Regions from separate parts of the Gasterosteus aculeatus genome. Here all the other regions are linked to region 2. The links are chromatin contacts, called in public Hi-C maps. All regions are on one chromosome and are shown on one strand. The core of a region is the stretch at or near the end of the contact, and the rest is flanking DNA. Distances in the headings are between cores, read along the strand shown. Region 1 has its middle 46 kb from the start of LOC120827768. Region 2 holds the start of LOC120827768 (transcription factor Sox-9). Region 3 overlaps LOC120827769 (a long non-coding RNA gene).

Region 1 (4,728 bases), core at 907-3,406, 47 kb before region 2:
ATACTGAAAAAACATGTAACTGAATCAAATGTCAGCTCTTTGTGACTTATAGTGAAATAGGAGAACTATATTTTATCACTGTCCTGGTTTAAATAAATACAAAATAAAATGCACTTTACATGTTGACTTAATGCCAGTGATGTCACCCCATTGGCTTTGCAGTGTTTACAAATGTTTCCCCCTCAGGAATACTAAGGTCAAAGGGCAAAGCCTCCAGTGTGTTCAATAGCTTATACTGACTGAAGCCAGCATAAATCCTCATCCTCAAACATAAAAATCATTTGAGTTGATTTTGGGATATTGTTCTTCAATTTTTATATATGTAGATATTGTTTTTAATTTTTTGTTCTCTGCTCACCCAGATCTGCAAGCACCCCCCCCCTCCCTCCCCCCTCCCTCCCCTCTCCCCCCTTCATCACTCCAACACACACACACACACACACACACACACACACACACACACACACACACACACACACACACTGTAAGTTTAACTGCGCTCGGGACACTAAATCAAACTCCTCGGAGGAAACCATTTATAAAGGCCCGACATCTGGCTTCCTATTTCTGATTGCTGATTACACCTCAGAGTTTCTGAATACAGCGTTTGCTTGTCACCTCAGGACCAGAAAAGGACAAGATTAAGAAACCACCAAGCTGTAAATTAAGCAAATACATTATCTATGGCCCCAAATTTGATCCGCTGATCACGTCTCCTCTTTGCAGCCGCCGAAGGGAGGCCTCCAACCTGGACATGATGAAAGAGAAGAGCAAGCTCATAATGACTTTAACAGTATGCTGAATCCCTGCCTGGTCTTATATTAAATCACTGCTTATATTTATTACAGCAGTCTAAGATTGGTATGACAACTCAGACAAATTTTGCAAACCAATGCTTAAAATAAACATCTATTATACCTCAAAATCAGTCTACATTAGTGCATCATTGTGTGCACGAATGGCCACATTAACATCGTTACATTTGCTCATTTCGCAGAGGATTGCATTTAACACATCATGGAGGAAATTTGCTTCTTTTAATATGGTGGCCTTCTAAGCGTGACATGCAGAGAACAAAAAAGGAGAATCAGGATGTGCAAGTTAAGTGTACCGATAGCAGCATACATCAGATTAATATGATTTTTATAGCGACATCTCCTCCTCTAACAAAATTAAAGTTGAATCCACATGTGAGCATAGCGGAGACAAGACAAAGTATTGTGAAAAAACTGCAGTAAAAGTATTTTATCGGGTAATTTCCAATTTTTATCATATTCAGATAATGTGCTACTTTTCTGTCCATCAATGAAAAGAAACTGATACCCATCCATCCAACTGCTTATCCTGCACACAGGGTCGCGGGGGGGCTGGAGTCCATCCCAGCCAACTTCGGGCGAGAGACAGGGTACACGCTGGATTGGTCGCCAGCCAATCGCAGGGCCAACACAGAGACACACAACCATTCACACTCACATCCACACACCTACAGGCACCAATCAACCTGATCCCCAGAGCATGTCTTTGGACTGTGGGAGAACACGCAGACTCTACAGCCATACATTGTATCATTAAATAAGTTATAGTATATAATGAGGAAGGGAGAAAACAATTGAATAATTTTTTTTGTTTCCTATTTTTTCTCTAGAATCCCAAATTTAGCCTGGAAAGCTTTACAATTTATATTTCTAAAAGTGATATCATATAAAGTTGTTCATTAGTTAACCAGCAGCAAACAAATAAAGAAAAGAAACAGTTGTATTTACCATAAAATGATTACTACTGTAAGTAGTTGCACAATACTAACATGCACCTTCTTAAATTTCCAGCTACAGAGCAATTCATTCAATAATTTGATACAACATTGCTAAACTTTGAAGAGTATGCACTACTTTATTATTCCGTCCAAGTTTTTTCTCACTCACCTTTGACATGGCTTTAAGTCCCATCCACGCCCGACTCTGAACATGACGTAAGAAATAGGTAAAAGGCCTCTTTCATCAGTAATTGATAGGTGCTTGTTTTGGGTCAGTGGCATTGTGTCACTCTTGCCACTATGCGTTAGGAACATATCAGAGCTGGAGTGGTGTGAGAAGGTGGGGAGATGGTGGAAACAAGTGTGTCATGACCAGAGACTGGCACGTACGCCGCGCTTGTCAGGATGACTAATAGCCCGGGGCAACAGGTCTCGCTGTGGGGTGTTAACAATCAGCCGCGCTTCAGCCTGACAGCCGGCTACATGACACGAGCACAAGTTGGTCACCTGCACTTTGTATCTTAAAAGGACCTTTGTCTTAACCAGCTTTCCCCGACTCTGTTACCAGCTGTTAGAAAAATGCTTTGATTACCCGACATTTTTTTAACGTTATATCACAACATATGAAAAGAGAGACATTTGTTTTGACGCTCGGATCGAAAGACGCGGATCGTTTGGTGTGAAACTGAGAATCTTTATTTGACAAGTCAGCTCGAACAACAGTTCATCAATTCAGAGTGACATTTACAGCCCCGCTGACCCCAAAGGGAGGGGGGGAGGGGGAGAAAAGGCCGCTCAACACACTGTGCAACACTATCCCTTTTGCATTTAAAACTTAATTCAATGAAGTAATGGTGATACAGTAGCCACCTCAGTCGGGGCATTACATGGTTATGTATTATGTTAAGCCTCGTAATGTATCGTAAAAGCTTTTTGGCCATTACACCGAGGGTTGTGTGATATATTGTATTGTATAGTTTGATAATGAAGCAATATATTAAATGCCAGAGAACGAAAAAAAAGTCTTGCGCTGTAATTACCTTGTAATACTAGACTGGGTGAAACATTGCGTTAACCGTAGACGGCCACCGGTTGGACCACTTTGTCAGACGCCTCTGTGAAAACTAAGACGCTGCTAGCCGGCTTCAGGTGGAATTCCCTTTCGATGAATACTTCACTTCCTAGAACTTGTTCTGTCAACATGTTCACGTTAAAGGACATCTCGACAAAAAAACAGTACCTGTATCACCTGTTGTCTGTCGCAGACTCCTAAAAATAAACCTTGCGAAAGAAACTCATTTTGGCACTGATTTACCTTGTTTCCTTCTTTGATACTGTGGCCACGTATGATATTTATACCAGAAAAAACAGATAGACATGAATTTTTCTTCATTGTATATCTGCAGCTTGAAACAAAACTGACACTAAGAAAAAAGCAAAGACACAGTTAAAGATGTTTACGATATGGAGGGTGTTGCTTAATGTCCTTAAGCAGAACTGGGGAAACCTGTTTTCTTTCAGACTTAGCAGACATGCCGCCATTAACAGTACGTTTCATACGGATCGTCATGTGCATCCAACACCCTACATGTTAACTTAAATACTTGTGCAGGTCTGCAAAAAACAAAAACCATGGAAACATGATCTCGAGAGCAGTGTCTTTCTAAAATAAAGACAGCTCCAATTCACTGTCGGAGACAACTGGCTACTGGTTTGCATGTTGCCAACCCTGTTGACTGCTCTTCTAATTATGGCTATTTGCTTATCAGTTTAACGGTTATGCTTAAGTTTGTTACGGTCTTAACAGCCAATTAGTCCTCAGCGAAGGTGGCGGACTTTATCTTGCACTGGAAGCAAAGCATTTTTCAGCGGCATTTTATTTTCCAGGTGTGTTAAGCCGTTTTAATAAGGTGTGGGCAGAGAGCCTCGTGCGCCCAGTAAACAGTTACGTAGAATGTGTCAGGACAATAAAAAAGGACCACCAGAAGTTAGTTGTGTGAATTAATTGAACTCTTTTCAAAAGAAAATCACTTTTGTGAATACTAGTCATTTAAATGTAAATGTGTGACGTGTTATACCATAAAAATAATGACAGCTTCAGTGTGTTTGACGTGTTTTCCTGTTTTCAGGCTCTTAATTTCATCTATCTACAATTCAGTTTAATTTGGAATTTTATTGGACTAAAATCAAACTTTTTATGTCTTGCTACTTCACATCCATTCCCATCATGTGCCAAACCCCCCAAAATCATGCATAACAGCTTTAATCCTATAAATAAATAGAACACACCATCTGCCTACCTCCTCTACACCCAAATATGCACAATAGATTTGCGGATAATAGTGCGCATGCATTTGTTTATAGCTGTATTTTCATGGTTGTACATTTCTGAATTGTGCTTTTAACACTCAGTCACACAGGGTGAGTTGAGCTCGACTAAAATCTGGCACGAAGCCTTGCAATGTTCAAATCTACATAATATGTGTATTATATTTCTCTTGAGGCAGTTGTTTTTGTGAGTCATGCAGTAACTCCTCAAGTCCAGAGATGTGACCGCCCTGGGTCTTGGCAAAGTCCTGCAAAGTCTGGGAAAAAACCCCTCTGTGCACTTGTGATGAAGTGTCTTTATTTAAGCCCGTGAACTCAAACGAGCAATCAGCGCCAAAACCAAGGCTCCAAACTTCCTCAAAATCCTGCTGCTGGAAGCGGGCAAGGGTGTTACTGGATGGACTATCATCATTTCTCTCCTGTCAACTGGTACTTTACATTACGCTTTAGTTGCTAGATTCACTCGATTTGCCAACTTTGCAATTTAAACAGAATACATTCAAGTTTTTTCCGTCATGGTATCTTTCCAAGGGAAAGCCATACTAAGAGATTTGACTAATTATACAAAATGTTATTACACTATTGTAGCATATTGATGTGTGTTGTGATTGTGATTGTGTTTTATGCCAGTATGTAGTGTTCTTCTG
Region 2 (4,365 bases), core at 344-2,843:
CTCCGACTGCCGACAGGCTATTACTAAGTATTCTGCAAGAGAATGATATGTGTTATTTAAAAAATAATAAGTATTTTATGTTCTTATCAGCCCCATTCAATGTGGTTGATATTATATTCTTAAATGATTACAGATATACTTCATTAATAAAAGTTCTTTACTTTGGACTCCTTGATTATTAAACCAACTTTGTGATAAAAATAGAAAACTTTCAGTTTTCATGACTGAATGTCGACACATAACAAGCAGCAGTCGGATTTGGTTTATAAAATGGTAAGCATGGATTATAGGGACTGAACTCTCTCAACAAAGTGTCCTTTGTGCAGCAAAAACAAGTGTTGGAACAAATCCAGCAAAGTAGATTTCAGTGTTGAGACATGTTTGTTTTGATCCGGTTCTCCACAGACATTTTTAAATGTTTGCGTCGACCGAGGAAAACCTTAAATCAACTAAGTAGCCTAACATATTACTTTACTTACTTTCACAAACTTATCATTCTTATGATTATTATTAATTTAATCATCATTGTTAATACTGCTATTATTTATATTTGTCCTCTAGATTCACATTGTCAAAAGATAGAATAGAAATAGTTGCAAATCACCAATCACTGAATCAGCAGCAATCTAAATCATCAATCAAAATAGTAATCTTCAGCTTTTCTAAACTTCAACAGTAAACGTCAAAAATGGGGGATACCGCATGTCACTTGTTGTTTATTTGAAATAAGAATCGTTTTTAAAGCCACATGTCACTAATAACCCATCTACCGGAATAACAATATGTTTGTATCACCCGGTAGTGTCTGAATGGTTGGCGCGCTGCACAGTTGCTGGACTGCTGTCGCCCCCTGTTGGTCCGATTGGTCACTGCATCGAGCCGAGAGGCGACGGGGATGCGGCTCACGGGATTGTCTCCGTGCACAAAGCTACCCGCGTTATTCCAAAAGAAGAGTAGAAGAAAATACCATCAAAAAACGTCCCCAGTTTCCAAATGAGAACTACTCGAATGTAGAAAGGAGAAACAGGTTTCCAATTGATCGTGGCGACTTTACCTGAAACCCCAACTTTGAGATTCAGAGTCAGATTCTTTGACTTTTTGTCGGCAAAGCAAGTGACTTGTCAATCGGGGGACAGGTTTTTTCCCAATATGCAAATTAGCCTGTAGTTCCTGCTTGAAATAAATAAAAGAAAGAAGAATAAAGTACAAGTACATATACCAATAGATGCCTCTAACAATAAAGTGAGTAAAATGCTTTCGCCTCTAGTATCAAAGTAAATTCAGAGGGTCTTTTTTCTTTTTTTTCATCTTGATTTCACTGCAATATTAAAATCCCAAACATTATTGTAACATTTCGAGGTTGTGACTTTTTACTAAGTATAGCCTTACTTTTTGTCAGAGAGTGTGAGATAAGTTTAAACTTTTCATCAAAGCTAAAATGTCAATGAAACCTGGGTTTATAAGGGGAAAACACCTCTTCTCTACTGTGACTGTGGTTTCGTTGTTGTTGACTGCATCAATCCCTCAGAGCAGAGTCATATTACGTCTCCGCCTACCACAAGTTTTCCCCCAATCAGTTCGCGGCCGTCAAACATAAATCCGGGCTTCGCCTCCTGCGTCTCTAGACTCTTCAGCGACGCTCCAGGAGCAGACATCTCAGCCACATTTCTCCTTAAGTCACAGTTGCAACGCTGAGCATTAGAAAGAGAAACAGATTTCCCTTCTTCGCTTGTGAAAGTCGACGGATCGTCAAAAACTTTTATTTTTGACATTTTTTTTGTGTGTGTGTGTGTTTTTTTTAAAAAAAGGATTCAAGTTTGCCCGTCAAGCCGTGCGCCCTGATAGGCTGTCACTGCAGTCTTTGGGCACAGCACTCGGATTTAGAAATAAGGATTTTCTCCTTTTTTGTTGTTGTTTTCACTGCGAGAAGTTTTTCTTTCAATTTTTTCGCATGAATCTCCTCGACCCTTACCTGAAGATGACAGAAGAACAGGAGAAGTGTCACTCTGACGCTCCCAGTCCCAGCATGTCCGAGGACTCCGCAGGCTCACCGTGCTCCGTGTCCGGTTCGGACACTGAGAACACCCGGCCGTCCGACAACCACCTCCTCCTGGGTGCAGACTACAAGAAAGAGGGCGAAGAAGAAAAGTTCCCCGTGTGCATCAGAGATGCGGTGTCCCAGGTGTTGAAGGGCTACGACTGGACTCTGGTGCCCATGCCGGTGCGCGTCAACGGCTCGAGTAAAAGCAAACCTCACGTCAAGAGACCCATGAATGCGTTCATGGTCTGGGCTCAAGCCGCAAGGAGGAAGCTGGCCGATCAATACCCGCATTTGCACAATGCCGAACTCAGCAAAACCCTGGGAAAACTTTGGAGGTAGGTTTGCTTTGCATTCGCAATAACTCGTGCGTATTTACGCGCCGCCGTGTGCGGGAACAACTATTTCTCCGATGCGATGCGCCACTTCGTGTACAGCTGCTTCAATCTGCCTTGTAATTTGACTACAGCTTTTAAAATTACATTACTAATTATTGCGGTTTTATCTATATATAACTGCTTGTTTTACTATCCAGCTGGTCTGGGCTTAGAATGCGCAAACTTTTTTTGTGGCTGCTTTTCTCGAACATTAAAATAATCAATGTATGTCGTGCTTGCTGCCAATTGAACGCGTTTTAATGTGAATGTACAATTATCCGTGATATTTTCAGATTGCTCAACGAAGCAGAGAAGCGCCCGTTTGTGGAAGAAGCTGAGCGTTTGAGAGTCCAGCACAAGAAGGACCACCCCGACTACAAATATCAGCCCAGGCGGAGAAAGTCCGTGAAAAACGGGCAAAACGACCCCGAGGACGGCGAGCAAACCCACATCTCTCCAAATGCGATCTTCAAGGCTCTGCAGCAGGTCGATTCTCCAGCTTCAAGTTCGGGCGAGGTGCATTCTCCAGGAGAGCATTCAGGTGAGAATATAATGCGGGAAATAAAGAGCACATTTTGCTGGTACAGTAAGCACGTGCTGGTATAAATCAAATATTCAGAAGCTGTTAGGGCCTTGAACAGGCACCTGTTAATGATTAGTGCTTAATGATTAGTGTTTTACAAGCCATCGTGCTGGTATCTGTCGGTACAGTGTCAACAAAACCTCCTCCTGAAACCATTTGCAAATACACTGGCATTTCGATTCACCACGCGGGTACATTTTATTTCAAGGCTAACTCTTGTCTTTCCTCCAACCAGGTCCGTCCCAGGGCCCTCCAACACCCCCTACCACCCCCAAGACAGACCTGCCCTCCAGCAAGGCTGACCTGAAGCGAGAGGGTCGCCCCATGCAGGAGGGCACCAGCCGCCAGCTCAACATCGACTTTGGAGCTGTGGACATCGGCGAGCTGAGCAGCGAGGTCATCTCCAACATGGGCAGCTTCGACGTCGATGAGTTCGATCAGTACCTGCCACCTCACAGCCACATTGGAGTGACGGGAGCAGCTCAGGGCGGCTACGCCAGCGGCTATGGCATCGGCGGCTCCTCAGTCGGCCACGCGGCCAATGTCGGGGCCCACGCCTGGATGTCCAAGCAGCAGCAGCAGCAGCAGCACTCTTTGACCACCCTGGGCGGAGGAGGAGAGCAAGGCCAGCAGGGTCAACAGAGAACCACCCAGATCAAGACGGAGCAGCTGAGTCCCAGCCACTACAGCGAGCAGCAGGGCTCCCCGCAGCACGTCACCTATGGGTCCTTCAACCTGCAGCACTACAGCGCCTCCTCCTACCCCTCGATCACGAGAGCACAGTATGACTATTCAGATCACCAAGGCGGCGCCAACTCCTACTACAGCCAGAGCCAGGGCTCCGGCCTGTATTCCACCTTCGGCTACATGAGCCCCAGCCAGAGGCCGATGTACACCCCGATCGCCGACACCACCGGGGTGCCCTCCGTGCCGCAGACCCAGAGTCCGCAGCACTGGGAGCAGCAGCCCATCTACACACAGCTCTCCAGGCCTTGAGAGAGGTGGCCCTCAGCGTTGACTGCACACAACACCCTTCGCATTCCATAGACCTTTTTTTTTTCTTCTTCTCCGCACCGTGGCCTTTGTGTGCCACCATGACACACACCTGACACCGGCACCATCAAAAAAACATGACATGGACTTTTTTTATAGTACTGAAAATATATCTTTGGATTGGCTCACAACAGTGCCTTTTGTATCGGTTGGAATTGTGATTATATTTTTTTAGATATAATGTTTTTAAAAAAAAAAGTTAAATCCTCTGTGAGGACATACTGGTTATAAATATTTTAGTATGTACTGTGTATGTGTTTTGCTCTTGTCATCATCGCCATCATCATCATCATATCCAGTGTCATCATTTCCAT
Region 3 (5,036 bases), core at 1,058-3,557, 60 kb after region 2:
TGTATGTGTGTTTTTGAAGAGGGGTGCTCATAAACAGCCATGAAAGGGGCCCCTCTATTCAGCCCGCAAGCAAAGATGCGCTTCATTGGGCCGGTCTTTTGTTTTGCGCTGTTCACAAAAAACTTAAGCACAGAAAAAAAAGTGGGGGGGGGGGGGGGGGGTTGAGTCTCTTGATGTGTGCTGGCCCAAATGATGCCATTAGATTGGTGCCCGCTTTGGGTGAAAAAGGCTTCAGTAGCGCTTGAAGTGATTTAAAAGGTGCAGGAGAGAGCAGCTTGCAAATCCTGTTTGGGAATAACACTGGGGGGAGAATGGGGAGGCAAAATGCCAAGCTAGTAATCATTCTGTGCTATGCAAAAACGCTCTCAACTCCATGAGTGCCGTGGGTGTTAAAACAAAAGATGCGGTACATTCCTTTGTCACGTGATGAGGGTCACTGTGCTGCAGTGGTGCGTGGGGTCGGGAGGTTCACCAGAGTTCCCACGATGCCTCACACCATAAGATCTCCGTTAAAAGCCTGCAATAATCTGCATTTAATGGCACGGGGAAGGTTTTTTTTTGTCCCCGCAAACGCCAACGCCCAAACAAGTCATGAGCCATCAGAAAGAAAAAAAAAGAATATAGGCTACCGCATGACAAGGCTGAAGCGCCAAAGAAGGATGGAACAAAAAGTGACACAACAATCAAACAGCACAGCTCATCTAGTGATGCAGTTGCACAAAAATATTTATAACTTTTTTCCAGTCAAGCAACCGGTGATAGTGAGACAATAGTGTGACAGTGTGGCCAGCCGGTAGCATTGTGCAGGCCATGTCATGGTGGTGCCGTTCGAGGACAGCGGCCTGACAGGCATGAGAACCTTCGCAGTGTCAACAAAAGGGACAGCGCCAAACCAAACCACTCTTCGAGAGCGAGAGGGCTCCTGAGCGGGCCAGGTCCGGTTCCACGGCCTTCATTTACATTATTTACATTTCCTCCCTGACAATTCAGCTCATCAGGAAGCTTTCTTTTCTTTTTCTTTTTTAGCAGCCAACAACGCATAATGCCATGTTCTTCAATTCCTTTGAAGTTTTATTTGTTTAAACAGTTTGGACTATTTTGTTGTTTTGGTTGTTCACTAACTTTATAATTGCAATATTTAAAAGTAATAAGCAAGAAGGTAAAAGTAATGAGTGGTTGTCTCATTACTGGTTTTATGACTATTAACATGTAATTAGTCTTGTCATTACTTGACGGTTACCGCATTCCACTGTGCATGAACATCATGTCGATAGAAAAAAATGTGGTAGGAAAAGTGCGCGTAAAAACATCAATTATGGTCCCTTTCATTCCCCGGCTGCAAAATGTCAAGATGGCGACAACTATGATCCAAGGTGGCAGAGGTGACAGCGTTTCCAGAAACCGATGAGTGATGTCACGACCAACTCTATACTCGATTGTTTCAATTCAGCACCACAGTTGTTTGATTTGAGAAGCTAATCTTATCACTGTCCCCAGACATGTGTGCATCTGTCTGTCCACGGTTACTCTTGCACACTACCGGACCCAGGCTGATGGGTCGCGGTCCTTTTACCCCAATTTTTGAACAGACCTGACTGACTGTTTGAGACCATCATTACTGCTGACTCATCATTACTGCTGACTCGAGATGAACGATTGCATCAGTTTGGAATCTTGTTTCCGCCATAATACGTTATGCCCCAAAAGTTCGAACATCTTTCTCTCCAGCTGCTGGGCAAAAGTGAAGTGTGCTGCAGACTAGGTAGAACTATAGTGTGGAACCTATAGGCCATGACGTAAGCGGTAAGGCTTCACCAGGATGCTTGCTACTGCTCCTGTGGGCTCCTGCCGATAAGATTGAGGAGCAGGTCATTAGGAGACGCTCAGCCAAGTGCTAACAAGGCTGCCTCTGTCTCTGCTATCAGGCCACATGTGGGCTACAGCCGGACTAAGGTAATCAGGGCTACCAGCTCTTCTTGCAGGAAACCATAAACCACCATCTTCACCCTATTACGCTTTCTATACTGAACATAAAGGATAGAAACTTGTGCATGAAGACATTTTGTGATTTTTATTGGTAGGAAACAAGTCAATTCCAATAGTAGCTGGGCACTTTTGCAAGGATTCACCTTGTGCTTTGTGTCAAGTAAACATTTCCCGCTTGTCCTCTCTTAAGGGACCCTCCTTGCACAAGCATCGCCAGAGACTTTCTGTCGAACCGGTCGGTGGAGAAATCACTGTTCCTTGTGCTGTCTGTTGTCGTGGATACACCCAGGTGTTGCTCAGGAGTCAGAGCAGAAGAATCAGCAAGCCGGGGTGCGCGCTAATCCTCCGCCATACCAAAGTGTGTCAATAATCAGGAATGCACTGCATAAACTAAGCTATTGTTCCTCTGCCAAGAAAGAAATCACAAAAGTAAGTGCTGACACTGACTTCTGGGCCCGTCTTCTCCGGGACTGCAAAAGAAACGCGCTGAAGAGAAATAAACATGATTCAAAGATAGAGCAAGGAAGTTTTAAAACCTCTGCGGACAGCTTAATACGATCTAAATCATGAACCTTTCATCTACAGTGCGTGGGGAGATGCATAGTGTCGTCCTGTCGGGGATTGACTAAAGCTTCTTTTTTTTTCATATACAGTTGGACCCTGAAGTCGGAGCTCCTAAGAAGACCGGCTGCTGTTAACAGTTGGAAGGCTTTGAATCAACACTAAGTCCTCAGACAGCGGGACATGTCCTCTTCCTTTCTTTGAACTCAGCCCCATTAGAGATCAATTCTGAACACGAAATGTAATAGAAAAATAATCTCACAAGGATTTCTACAGACACCCACTACAATAGCGTCTGATCTTTGAAGGACAAAGAACTCGCTGATACCTGCAGTTAATCAGCTATGGAGTTTGTTTTTTAATTAATATGCCCCAGAGAATGGAATGTGCCAAGTTGCCTTGTTCGGAGTGACAGGGGACACTAAAAGTGATGTGTCTCCTATGTCTTTGCTCTAATGCAGCTCACGTTTTTGCTTGGTTGAATGCATGCAGACATGTTAAGGAACCACCTTGACATAAAGCACCAGCAGCAACAACGGTCTTAAAACCACAGCTTATTCTTCCAGTCCACCATGTGTAAGAAAAGACAATAGCTTGCCTGTCATCTCCGCTCTGCACACGTCTGTGTATTTCAATGTTCGCGATATGACGGCACAGAGAAGCGGTGCGGCTGCGGCTAGAGTGGTAAGACCAACGTGGAACGTCCCGGCACAGAAAAAGGTCCTCCTGAGAGCTTTACTGTGCGGGGCGGCTAGCCGCAGCAAGTTGTGATGGAAGGTCTCAGTGCAAGCCCCAACAATGAGCATCTTTGTGGTGCGACACTATTATCTTCTTTCCACATTACTGTAAATGTGGGTTGAAGAGCCCATTTAATAAGCACCAGGTATGTGCTTGTCATAAAATGAGAAACTAATCTCAACATCCGCAGCGCTGAGCTCGGGGGCCTCGGTTGTCAAAGAGCATCTGCAAAGCTGCTCCTGCAGAAAAGCCTTTTTGTAGCAGAAAATAAAGTAAAAAATATAGCATCAAAAACCCCTTTGGGATATTAAACTGGGATCTATGGGGAATAATCTAAATTTAACAGAATTTGCTGTAATTATAAACTGTTTGGGTTGGCGTTTACAGGTGAAACAGGTTTTGAAAGCAGAGGTTGTTTAAATAGACGTACACGTTACTTATCCATTGTGCAGCATTTTGGTAGCCCTTCCTGTAGTACAAACAATTCAACCATAGATGTGTCACTGTGGACAAACATTTTATTTTCAATAAAGCTGGTGTGTGAATCCAACATTTCACACCACAACAAAGAGAAGAAAGGCGCACTAATTCAGGAAGTTTTAAGAAGATGTAATGTTTCTTATCTGTGCAGATAATACATTATAGAGACTGGTTGAATCATCCAATTGATTGAATCATACTTGGTGCAAATGTAACTGGAAGAGGTATCCTGCCAACACGTGGAAGACAATCAAACAGGCAAAAGCACTTGACCCGCTCTGCTTGATTATAGCTCAACCTGAACTTGACCCCCATGTCACCCAACTTAAGAGCCTGCATTTCAGACAGCGCCGGTTGGTTGAGGATCATCTGACCCCAGACTTGTAGAACTTGCCTCCTCCTCTCTTGGCAAGTGCTCACTCGCCCTGATGTCATGCGTCTAATTGCTAACGATGCGTTGGATGTGAAGTCTGATATAAAGTACGTTGTTGACTGTGTGCACGGACTTGTGTATGTCATCAGGAGCGCAGCTAACGCTCGCCTGCGGAAACACACACACACACACACACGTCTTCACTCGCCACAACCTATCATTACCGCTGTCACGGAGCCACCTCCGCAGCAGGCCGCACAAGCCCCGACGAACCACCGGCTCACACACCTGGAGGGCCAAACGCTAAGTTTCCCAGCCCTGTGCTTCGTAAACACACACACACACACACACACACACACACACAGAACTATTCATTACATCCTGCAGCCTCAGCTTCTAACTCGGCCTTTCCATTCACTGGAATGTATGTCTGACTTTTATCCAAAGTATCTCTACTTTGGTGCCGTTTCATTTATTTCCCTTTGTTATCATTTTCGACACCAGCTGAGTGAAACCGCACGCAGACTGCAGATACAGGCTGGCAGCTTCGCCCCGGCTGCTCCTGTGAACAGACACACTACAAGTCGCGGTAGTGCGCTTAAAAGCAAACGCAGTATGGAGAATTGGGGTGGTGAGAAGCTGAACGGCCCAGTGGAACAAAGGAAAAGGAACTCTCTAATCCAGTTTCGCCTCAGCAGATTATAATTCCTCGAGCACGACATTCAACTGCAATTTCCTCCCGCACTTGCGTGTTCATCTGTGTTTGCTTCAGCCGGGGAAACGTTAGAGTGTACACGGTTGAATAAACACACAAGACCACTGAGCAAACATGTGGATGCCGTTACACACCTTTGCACACCTGAGCGCAGGCTGCCCGCCACGCATGCGTGACCTTTAC

Evidence for each region. A called contact is a pair of places that touch in the nucleus more often than the background predicts.
Region 1: a contact with region 2 is called in a Hi-C map of whole body, with 4 times the contacts expected there. The contact joins the enhancer-like site here to the promoter of LOC120827768 in region 2. A contact is called at or near these places in 5 of 6 Hi-C or Micro-C datasets (liver, skeletal muscle, tail fin and 1 more).
Region 3: a Hi-C map of tail fin shows a contact between it and region 2, with 4 times the contacts expected there. The contact joins the enhancer-like site here to the promoter of LOC120827768 in region 2. A contact is called at or near these places in 2 of 6 Hi-C or Micro-C datasets (liver and tail fin).

What each region holds. Positions count from the first base shown.
Region 1 is chr11:10,928,680-10,933,407 of fGasAcu3.hap1.1, forward strand. No RefSeq gene overlaps it. Among protein-coding and RNA genes, the nearest start is that of LOC120827768, 46 kb to the right of the region's middle. Within about 2 kb of position 2,157, at least 3 of the 9 cell types and tissues checked have open chromatin away from gene starts, as enhancers often do.
Region 2 is chr11:10,975,908-10,980,272 of fGasAcu3.hap1.1, forward strand. It overlaps LOC120827768 (transcription factor Sox-9), which reads left to right and starts at 1,594. Exons shown (of 3, transcript XM_040190876.2): 1 at 1,594-2,376; 2 at 2,709-2,956; 3 at 3,234-4,365. The coding sequence starts at 1,952. The coding sequence ends at 3,994. All of the region lies in intron 1 of LOC144384527 (a long non-coding RNA gene), which reads right to left.
Region 3 is chr11:11,035,549-11,040,584 of fGasAcu3.hap1.1, forward strand. The region is part of intron 1 of LOC120827769 (a long non-coding RNA gene); the gene reads right to left. Among protein-coding and RNA genes, the nearest start is that of LOC120827769, 22 kb to the right of the region's middle. Within about 2 kb of position 2,308, at least 3 of the 9 cell types and tissues checked have open chromatin away from gene starts, as enhancers often do.